Regions from separate parts of the Mus musculus genome. Here regions 2 and 3 are each linked to region 1. The links are chromatin contacts, called in public promoter capture Hi-C maps. All regions are on one chromosome and are shown on one strand. The core of a region is the stretch at or near the end of the contact, and the rest is flanking DNA. Distances in the headings are between cores, read along the strand shown. Region 1 holds the start of Spcs3 (signal peptidase complex subunit 3 homolog (S. cerevisiae)). Region 2 has its middle 7.2 kb from the start of Gm24375. Region 3 holds the start of Glra3 (glycine receptor, alpha 3 subunit).

Region 1 (3,320 bases), core at 424-2,923:
GCTTTCTTGAAGGATATCAGCTGTTATATCAAATGTGATGAATCCCAGGTCACTTCTTTCTCTAGGGCCCGTGAAGTCTTCTACATTTTTTCTAGAAGTAAAGATAAAAGTTTTACCATCCCTCACAGTATCACACTAAACGTACACAACTTGAAACAGGAAGGGCTCCTTGTGTGCAGAAGTCACACCCAAGTTTAACAGCGAAATCGTAAACTTAAGAGTAAGCTTTTGTCTGAAAATAAATATTATAATTCAATACAAGAGAAGGCAGTCAGTGGTTTTCATCTGCCTAACGAGGAGCCCTGAGAGAACACAAGGGAAGAGAAAAAAATAAAACTAAAAAGAAAAACGGAAACACAAATACTTTATGCGGAGCAGGCCACAAGATAATCTGGAACGCAGCACCTGATTATAAGCACATGCCATATGTCAGAGCCAACATGCACTTTCCACAATTATCTGAAATCCATACAACAATCCTTCCAGTGACTTTCTTCACTTACAACAAATGTTAACACCTGCGACTGCAAGAAACCTGTTTAAGATCACAATGTTTAATATGTTTCAAGTTTATCTAGGTCACCACAGAAGGTGATGGCAGGGCCGGTATCTAAGCTACGTCTATTTAAATCACCAATAGTACCTAACAAAAAGTGTTGGGGATAAAAATGAAAAATCAAAAGCAGCAGCAGTAGTAAGAGGAGACACTTACTGGTGATTCTGACAAACAAATTAGTAAACCAAGGCTAAAAGAACGGGCAGATTGTAGAGGACAGTTCACACAGAGCATACAGGAATTAAAACCACTGCGTGAAAGATAAAAGTGCCAGAAAAATGGAGGGAAATGCTATAAATAAAACAGGCAGTACGGGAAAAGAACAGTCATTTCGAAATTCTATTTTTAATGTCTCCTAAGACTTATTCAGGTTGCTGGCTAAAGAATGACGTTAAAAATAACAAGAAACTGGGATGTTTAAACCGCCCCTGTGCATCCTGCACATCCTAACTTCAAGGCAGCAGCTGCCAAGTAGTGTGTCCACGAGGGACAGACAGACGTCTTCAGGGACTGTCAAAGAGAACCAACTGGGGCTGGACGTGACACCAGAGCCACCCACCGAGGCGCCTGGATGGACACCCAGGCCAGGGGGGACTGGGGACTGGCTGAGGTCCCCACGCGCGCTTGCAGGCGGGGAGGCGCCGGGCGGAAGCGCGGGTGTGGGTGTGCTGTTGTGTTGCTCCCTCATTGGCCCGGGTGGGTGAGGGACGTGCAGAACAGGAAGGAAGGGGAGCGCTGACCCAGGCCACTCGGGAGACGACCGCGCAGGGCTGGGGTCTGAGGGCCCCGGGACGCGCGTCCGCGGAGTGGACGGCCCGCGGCGAAGCCCTCGGGGACCGCGCACACAGCCCCGGGCGGGGCCGGCCGGCCGGCCGCACTCACAGCATGATCCGCGAGACGTGCAGCCGCACTGGGACGCTCCTGTCTTTGAAGGCGGTGGTGATGAAGCAGCCGAAGGTGAGCGCCGCCATCACGCTCAGCGAGAAGGCGAACAGGGAGTTCGCGCGCGACAGGACGGTGTTCATCGTGGCGACCTTTCCCTCCCGGGCCCCGGCTCCCACACTCGCACTTCAGGCTCTGCTTCCCGCGGCCGACCAGTCCCCGCCCACCCGCGCATCGGGTGCGCACGTCCCGCCCCGCCCCCTTTCCGGTCCTCCGACGGGAGCGCGCACGCTCCCACACCCTCTGGGTCCCACCCACTGGGCGGCCGTGCACGCGCCGGAAGGCGGTGCTTTCAGTGAATCCGCCAATCATCAAAGAGCACGGGGGTTGGGCTTTGCCACGGGGGTGTGGGGGGAGACCCGCCTCCTCCACTGCTCAGTTGTTCCATGGCCTCTGTGGCTTGGTAGGGAAGTAGCATTTTGCGAGTTGACCTTCAGTTAAGTTTATAGGGACAGCGGCCCCTTAACTGTTCTGTGGTAGTCACTTTTCAAAACGCGTGGTCCCAGCTCACCTCTATCAAAGCTGGTAAAGTTGGACATTTTTGGAAAGGAGGAAAAATGAAATCAATCAGGCACCTAAATAGCAGTCAGGGACACCAGTGTTGGTATGCAGCCTTCGCACTAGACAATTAGTCAAATCCCTGTTGCTTTGCTTTCAACAGAGAACCGAACCTCTACTTAAGTTACGTGTTTTATACCACAATCCCAAATATTTCCACTTATCCAAAATAGGTTGTTGTACAACAGCTGCTGTAAACCATGAAACGGTGTTAATGAGAAACTGATATTGATTAAACTCCTCTCAGTCATTACCATGCAATTAATTTTCATACAGCATACAGGCAGGATCATTAAGAATTGCCTAGTGCATATTCTAGGCCTCGAATGGAGAGTGTAACAGAATAGACCCTGGCTCAAATAGAATAGAGCCAATAAATGAAATATGTAGCAGTTATAGTCAGAGTGGTCTTTAGATGTGTTTAAAACCTTGGTTATTCAATCTCTCGGGTAGCCACACTGTATTCAGTGAAGGAAGGTTTTAATAAATAGTTACTGTGCTGCAAGTGAGACACAAAAGTATATTGATCACTTTGTATAAACCCTACTGAGGTTTATAACTGAGTAAAGTTATCAAAATCAAAGCAGCAGCTTAAATTATAAAACAGGTATAAATACTGAGGGATGCTACATAGTGCTAGAGACAAAATGAGGAAGCCATGTATGTGGTGAGACAGAACAAATCAACCCACACACTACCTAGTATTATTACTATAGAGTAACTTAGAGAAAGGATGCCTCTTGTTACAGATGATGAGTGCCAGGATACATGCTATGAAATATACTGAACACTTAGAGGTATATGTAAGACACACCCAATAATCTGTTCCCAGTAGGTAAAGAAGTACCTGTGAAACAAAAGACTGAAGTGTACCTGGGAAAGTAATGGCCTGTTGGATGCTGTGGAGATATTTAATCTCAATTGGGGTCTTAACCCCACCTTTGATCATTCAGTTCCTGGATAAAAAGACACACACAACCTTTATATGTATATTAAACTCTAAGCAGCATAAAAGCTGGGCAGATATCCATCCTCTGTGGTATTAGAATCTACTTTCCTATCAATAACCCAGAGTTTTTACTTACTATGTTTCATGTGGGCTGCTTGTAACTCCAAGCCCACAGGGCCATGACTCCTAACCCTTGTTAACTTTCTCTTCCTCCTTTCCTCTTCTCTCTGCTTGTGCTTCTCCCAACAACAACAACACCCCCTCCCCCAGAGCCCGAGAACCATAAAACCTGCTTATGTCTCTTCTGCCCAGCTA
Region 2 (3,320 bases), core at 435-2,934, 2.0 Mb after region 1:
ACATTGAGTGTTGAAGGTCCATGTTTCAGAAGTGCTGGAGTGATGTGAACAAGATCATCAGTTCTGGTGAAGTCACTGAAAGGGCCAAAGAGAGTCCTGAATCTTCTTGGATATCATCTAGTTGAACTGTTTCTTGACCTGGAACTAATAATGCCAAATGAAGATTGTCTAAGTGGATACGAACAGGACATTAGCATAATAAATTCTTTATTTCTTCTTCTGTTTTTGTATGAGATTGGTCAGAGTTGAGACAAAGACCCATGCAGCCCAGGTTGCTGTCAAACACACTACATACCTGCGAAGTTCTCTGAGACTCCTGCCTCCCACTTCCACTTCCCAATTGCTAGGATTACAGGGATGAGCCTCTATGCCTAGCAGGCAACATTTAGCAACTGTAATGATCCATCACAGAAATTAACTAAATGGTATTGGAACAGGCGGGAAAGCCACCTTTCCTAGCAAGTGGCTAAAGACTTTGCTGAGGGAGGGCAGGCTGGCTTGGTTAAGGCTAAAAGCACTTGCTGAAGACTGAGCAGCTGAGGACAGTCCCTGGAACTCAAGGTTGAGAAGTGACACCTGCAGGTTGTCCTCCAACTGACATGCATGTGCCCACCCACTCACCCTACTTACTAATAATGTGAGAAGGAGATTCTGCTCTCTGAGCCAAGGTCAATGGCAGAATTTAAGAGTGAAATTCAATTGTTTGCTTGAGGAATCTCCAGGCAGTGGATCCTGTGGAATAACTTCTCCCATTATTTGCTGTAAAATTTGAAAAAGAGAGACAGAAATTAAAGCCTTCACTTATAATCAAAAGAAGAGGAGAACTTAAAAGTTTTGATTTAGGTTTGAACTGAATCCATGGGTAGATGTCCCCAGGAAAACAGTCATCTGGAATTCAAAATTACAGCAGTCACCACAAAAGAATTTTTGATAGTTGAAAAAGTATAGATATTAGTGAATCAGACTAGTTTTGGATGAAATAAACCCAGGCTTGCTCAAAAAGATGGGTGTAGAATTGAAGGGAGGAAATGTTATTTTGTGTCTCTTTCTGCTTATTTGATTTACATTAGTTTTTCCAGAAATATAGTCTCATATATCCAAAGCTTTTCTCACCCACGACACCTCTGGAGTCTCACTCAGAGACATTTCTGATGAGGTGAAAAATCCCGTTGGATGATGATGATGCAACAACAACAACAACAACAAAAACAAACGAGACCAGGGCAAAACAAACAGAAAAAAAATCAAAGGAAAAACTCTTACAGACCCTGAGATACATTTGTACACATAGAAAACACATGTTTCAAGAAAGCCAGAAACCATAATACCTGACCAGAAATTCTGTAAGGGTGGGGGGTGGGGAGACAAAACAACAACATCAACAATACCAACAACAAAACAAAACAAGATAATATAAAACAAAAACTGCCAAGAATTCCTTTGGGTTTGCTTTGTGTTGGCCATCTAATGTTGGGCCTTCCTTTAAGTGTGGTTTGAGAATCTAGTCAGATTCTGCCAGGGAAAACCATCTCTGCCTTGCAAGCAGTTATGAACTGGAAATAGCTTCTGGGTCAGGGATAGGGGCATGTGTCTACTTCTCCTATCAGAGCTGAGACCCCATGTGGCTTAGACCTGCTGCGGCAGTATCTATGAATTCAGCTGTGTGTCAGCCTTGCTGTGTCTAGGAGGCCTGGTTTCCTTGGTGATTTTCACTGTTATCATCGTTATTATTGGCTCTTTCAATTTGCTGCCTTCTCTTTCCTGAGCTCTGAGAAGAGGGATTTGATGGAGAGTGTCCTGTTTAGGACTGAGTGTTCCAAGGACTCTCACTTTCTGCACATGGACCAGTTGTGGGTCTTTCTTTGTATTTGCTCTCGTCTCCTGCAGGAAGAAGCGTCTCTGGTGGTAGCTGAGCAATAGACTGATCTATGAGAACAGCAGAATGCCGTTAGGAGTCATTTTATCACCGTATTCCATCAGCAGGAAGGTAGTATTTGGTTTTCCCCTGGGACCATTGCATCTTTGTGCTTGGGTTCTGGGCCACCTACTCACAGAGCAGGCTTTAATTCCAATCAGATGGGAGTTGGCTACTCTCACACTAATTAGAATTTTTAACTAGATTCTACCACAAAGCAGTGCAAAAGCATGGTACAAACCTGCAATCCCAGCACTTGGGAGGTGGTAGCAAGAGAATCAGGCCTTCAAAGCCATTCCCCACTAGCTAGTGAGTTCAAAGCCATCCTGGGCTACATGAGAACTTGGCTCAAAATAGTGATACTCGTTTAATTGTAAGATTTAAAATGTATTCCAATGAACGTTTGCTTTACGTCCCCAAACGCTAAAGTATGTTTCTAAAAGTAAAGACTAAATGATAGATTTCTAAGCCTATATAAATCCTGTTGAAATGCTGACCCTTCGAATATTCTTTTCATGTCTTGTGTATACCTTTCAAAATTTTTACAAGTTTGTCTCAGTACTGCATTATCTGTTATGCTGACAAGTGTTAATGTAGTCCCCATCTTTCCCCCAAAGGACTATAAAAAGCAAGGCTTTTGGACTTAAGGCACGGATATAAATATTAAACCCAGGTGTTTTTAAATTACCTCCATAATCCCCAGTGATGCTCTCTATATTGAACAGTTTTGGCCAAATGTCATAAACTGTAGTCAATGTTTGTACCAAGGTAGGTGACATCCAGAATAAATGCATAAAATAAAGGCAAGTTTGCTGACATATTTATTTCCAGGATAGTTCTATCATGTGAACTTTATAATCATATTTGAAAATCCAGCTGTGGAAAGGTATGCACACTAGATAAATAAGCACAGGGCATCTGCCAGACCACAGAGTCAGACTGTCTATAGTAATGAAAAAAAGGTCTAAAATGGTGTTGGACCAATCCATCCTTTTAAGTTAAAATTTCCAATTAACCATACACACTGTTGTCACCATCAATAGATACAAAAAATTTATTTATGCCTGTGAGAATAAAAGATTATAACTTTTTTCTGGAAAAAAAAAAAACTCCCTGGAAGTGATTTCTGCCTTCTTTGTATAAGTCTTGTCTTATCTAAATTATTCTATGAATACAAATGTCCATTTTGCCCAGTGAAGTCAGTTTTCTATCATTGGTTAATTTTAAAGAAGTTCTCTGTCCTGGGCAAGAAGTGTCAACTCAAGACACTGGTGGGTTGTTTGTGTTAACAAACAGTCAAGGTTGTCTTCAAATATTCAAGACCAGAATTCCAGGAAGGAAGAAACGGTTGCTTCAGTCATGATTTACTGGATATGGTCAACTCTGAGGATAATTTCCCTTTACC
Region 3 (3,320 bases), core at 522-3,021, 1.4 Mb after region 1:
GCTTTGGTCTCATTGCTTGGCTGTGGTAGGACTTAAATAATTACTGTCTTGAACAAGAAATAAAATAAGAAAATTGTAATATAGGTATATTTTTATTGTGTGTACTTTTTAAAAATTGTATTTTTATTGGTTGTTTGTTGACATTTCAAATGTTATCCCCCTTCCCAATTGTCCTTCTACAAACCTTCTATTCCCTCCATCCCCTCCCCCTGCCTCTATGAGGGTGCTCTCCCACTCACACACCCACCGACTCCTCACCACCCTATAATGCCCCTACCCTGGGTCATTGAGCCTCTACTGAACCAAGGTGCTCCCCTCCCAGGGATGCCCAAAAAGGCAATGCGCTGTAATTTTTAATCAGTGAATAAGTAACTGAGAAGCATCTGTGTAGTGTAAGTTTTCAACAGGTTCTTCAAAGAGGATATCTTCTCAGAGGCAGTGAGATGTCGCAGCAGGTAAATGTATTTGCTGCCAGGCGAGAGACCTAAGTGTGATCCCTCCAACTCGCAATGTGAAATGACAGAATTGCCTGTCCACACGTTATCTTATAACCTTCAAACATGACATACATTAGTCCATGCAATCATCCATGTGTGCATTCATACATGTACACACAAATGTAATATAGATACAAAAAAAAAGCATTATGAACCTTCTAGGAGGTATAAAACTGATGTGTTTCTTATGAGTCTTCTGTAAGTTGATGATTTAAATCAGAAAAGAGTCACATAAAACATGTCTTCTACAAATATAGAAACGAATTCAGAAAACTTATTTTTCACTGAATGAAATTAATGTGATCTACTAAATAGAAGACATAAATAAGAGTATTCACTGTAACTTATTTCAGCAGGTTGGTAAGGGATGCCTTGTATACTTCCAGCTAAATCTAGTTTTCCATTAAATTACAATTTTAACTCAACTAGGAAAAAGATTGTGGGACACGTTAAGAATGTATTCTTAATATGTAGCTTAGTTGTTGAAAAAAGTTAAAGAGTTGAAAGGAGCATTTTCAGAATAAATTCGTAATGGACTTTTTTAAAAAGTCAAAAGAAATGAACATTTTGATACTGGCCAACTGGAAATAAAGATTTTCTATTTTCTATTTTAGGTCACACACACACACACACACACACACACACACACACACACACACACACACAGAGTGGAGATGAGAGACTGAGCTCTGAAAAGATGAAAGAAGAAATATACCAGTTAGTACTACGTGCTAGTTCTTCCATTTAAAACATCCGAGCCAATCATTTAAAAACTGAGGGGGTGGGGGGAGTCTAAGTGATGTCTCTCCAGTCTCAGGAGACTTCTTCCCTTAGTCTTTTTGGAAGCCTCATTAGCACCAAAGTCAATTAACTGCCTGCAAGCTGGCTCTGAGCATGAGATGCTTGTAGAAGCAACTTGTTTGGCTGGGCATGTGCATTGCATTCCCAGCTCTATGAGACAGTAGTCATCTCTGAAAAGATATGTCTTTACTAAATTGTGCTTTTTTTTCTGAAAGGGAAGGAGCCTCCCCGTGTAGTTCTGCCCTCTAATTCTGCAAACCACTGAATCTCCCCTTTTCAGCTCCAAGGATTCCTTCCCCACTCTCTCTAGGAGCCTAGTGGGCTCTGCACCAATTCTGAAACACAGCCCCTCCTTTTTAGGGGCTGAAAGGCTGAGCATTCCCTTGCTTGGTAAGAGGCCTGTCACTCTGTCCTGCTGTGCAGCTGTGATTGGCGGGAAGGACAAGTCCTCTGGCCCCGCCCCCGCCTGTCTTTGCCGCGCTCCGCTCCGTGGGATTTATGCAAAGGTGGAGAGTGAGATTCTGGCTCTTGGACCTAGTGGAGCAGCATTCCCAATTTTGACTGCTGCTGTTCTTCTTCGAACCCTGCCTGGGTCAGAGCCAAGAAAAGGCGAGTCCTTTTCTGCTGATAGAGCTTTGGGGGAACTGTTGCTCAGGACCTCTGCACTCCTGACGCGTCGTCACAGTCTCACGCTTTTCTGTAGCTTCACTGTGAAATCACTCGCATATCTGTAGCCCTGTGAATCTTTCTGCTCAGTGCACAGAGCAGGGGTCCAGGAAAACATCAAGTGCTTGAAAGAGGGATTCAGTCCTGCGGGAGCTGTCTGAGGTGCTGAAGCTCCTCAAGCGTTTATCTCCAGCAGCCCCAAGGGGTTACATGTCACATTTTCACTTCTGTCTTTCTGGTCCCCCATGCCTTGGATAAGACTGCTTTCAGGATCGTGGATCTCTTTCCGTATCATGGCCCACGTGAGACACTTTCGGACACTAGTTTCTGGATTTTACTTCTGGGAAGCCGCACTGTTACTGAGGTAAGTCCGCATGCATTAACAATCTCATTAAGAGAGCTCAATAAACCAATGTGTTAATCTGCAACCACTTGTTAATGAGGAAGCTGAGAAACCTAGGACTGTGTTCTGACTTACTGAAACAATACTTTATATCGTAATTATCTGTTTCAAAGAGCCTAGTAATCTATCTATTGAGACATCTGGAGATATATAATTTCCTGTTGTTTTTCACCGAGGGTGTGTGTTTGAGTAGTTGGGCTCTTCCCACGTTACTCTTTCAAACCTAATGACTTAAAGAAAACAGATATTTTGCTTCTCACATATTTCTCATTAGAGTTTTCTTGGTAATGATGAATTATAATTTCTGGGCGTTAATTTCTTAAAACACAAAACAAAACAAAATTAGAAACAGGGCCATCATGAAAATAGAAATAATATTGTAGAACATAAACAATTTTTGATTAGAGAAATGTCATTTTCATATATGAACTGATTAGGTAAAAGAATAGAAACTTTAAGGTACGAGTTTGCAATGACCTAATTCAGCAATGCATGAAGGCAAAATAATTAATAAATCATCAGAAATGTTCTGTGCCTACAGTTGTCTTTTGGAAGAAAGCAGTATAAGAAGACTATTAACTTGTAAAATTGTCATGCCATGACAGTTTTTCCTATGTCTCAATGCTATTTGGAAGTCTTTCTACCTTTCTTCACAGTTATGTAGAAGATACTAGGGGAAGCTAGGTGAAAGTTAAGATAATTAAAACTCCATTGTTCAGTAAACACTGTACGAAAGCAAAAAAAAAAAATGTTCCTATAGATATTTAAACTAGCAACATAAGTTTTTCATTAGTATTATCACATAATTACTGTGGGATATTCACTTTATGGCTGACAACCTTTTCAAGAGTGCAAAGTTAAATAACTAGAACACTGAATCAGTTAAGCATATACTGGTTTCCATGTGATGTAAGTATTTCTCCTTGTGTTAGTAATTCCAGTTTTAATCTTTT

The links. Promoter capture Hi-C pulls out the DNA fragments that hold promoters and counts their contacts.
Region 2: a promoter capture Hi-C map of hippocampal neurons shows a contact between it and region 1, with 4 times the contacts expected there. The contact joins the enhancer-like site here to the promoter of Spcs3 in region 1. A contact is called at or near these places in 3 of 39 promoter capture datasets (cranial neural crest, hippocampal neurons and pre-B cells) and 3 of 115 datasets of contacts at active chromatin or transcription factors (microglia, pro-B cells and stem cell-derived neural progenitor cells).
Region 3: a contact with region 1 is called in a promoter capture Hi-C map of stem cell-derived epiblast-like cells, with 3 times the contacts expected there. The contact joins the promoter of Glra3 here to the promoter of Spcs3 in region 1. A contact is called at or near these places in 3 of 39 promoter capture datasets (the C10 cell line, frontonasal cranial neural crest and stem cell-derived epiblast-like cells).

What each region holds. Positions count from the first base shown.
Region 1 is chr8:54,528,325-54,531,644 of GRCm38.p6, forward strand. Spcs3 (signal peptidase complex subunit 3 homolog (S. cerevisiae)) reads right to left here and starts at 1,674. Exons shown (of 5, transcript NM_029701.1): 1 at 1,439-1,674; 2 at 18-91. The coding sequence starts at 1,581.
Region 2 is chr8:56,512,642-56,515,961 of GRCm38.p6, forward strand. No RefSeq gene overlaps it. Among named protein-coding and RNA genes, the nearest start is that of Gm24375, 7.2 kb to the right of the region's middle. Within about 2 kb of position 1,685, at least 4 of the 459 cell types and tissues checked have an H3K27ac peak or open chromatin away from gene starts, as enhancers often do. A contact at or near this core is called in hippocampal neurons, where this site is marked.
Region 3 is chr8:55,938,647-55,941,966 of GRCm38.p6, forward strand. It overlaps Glra3 (glycine receptor, alpha 3 subunit), which reads left to right and starts at 1,772. Exons shown (of 10, transcript NM_080438.3): 1 at 1,772-2,328. The coding sequence starts at 2,258.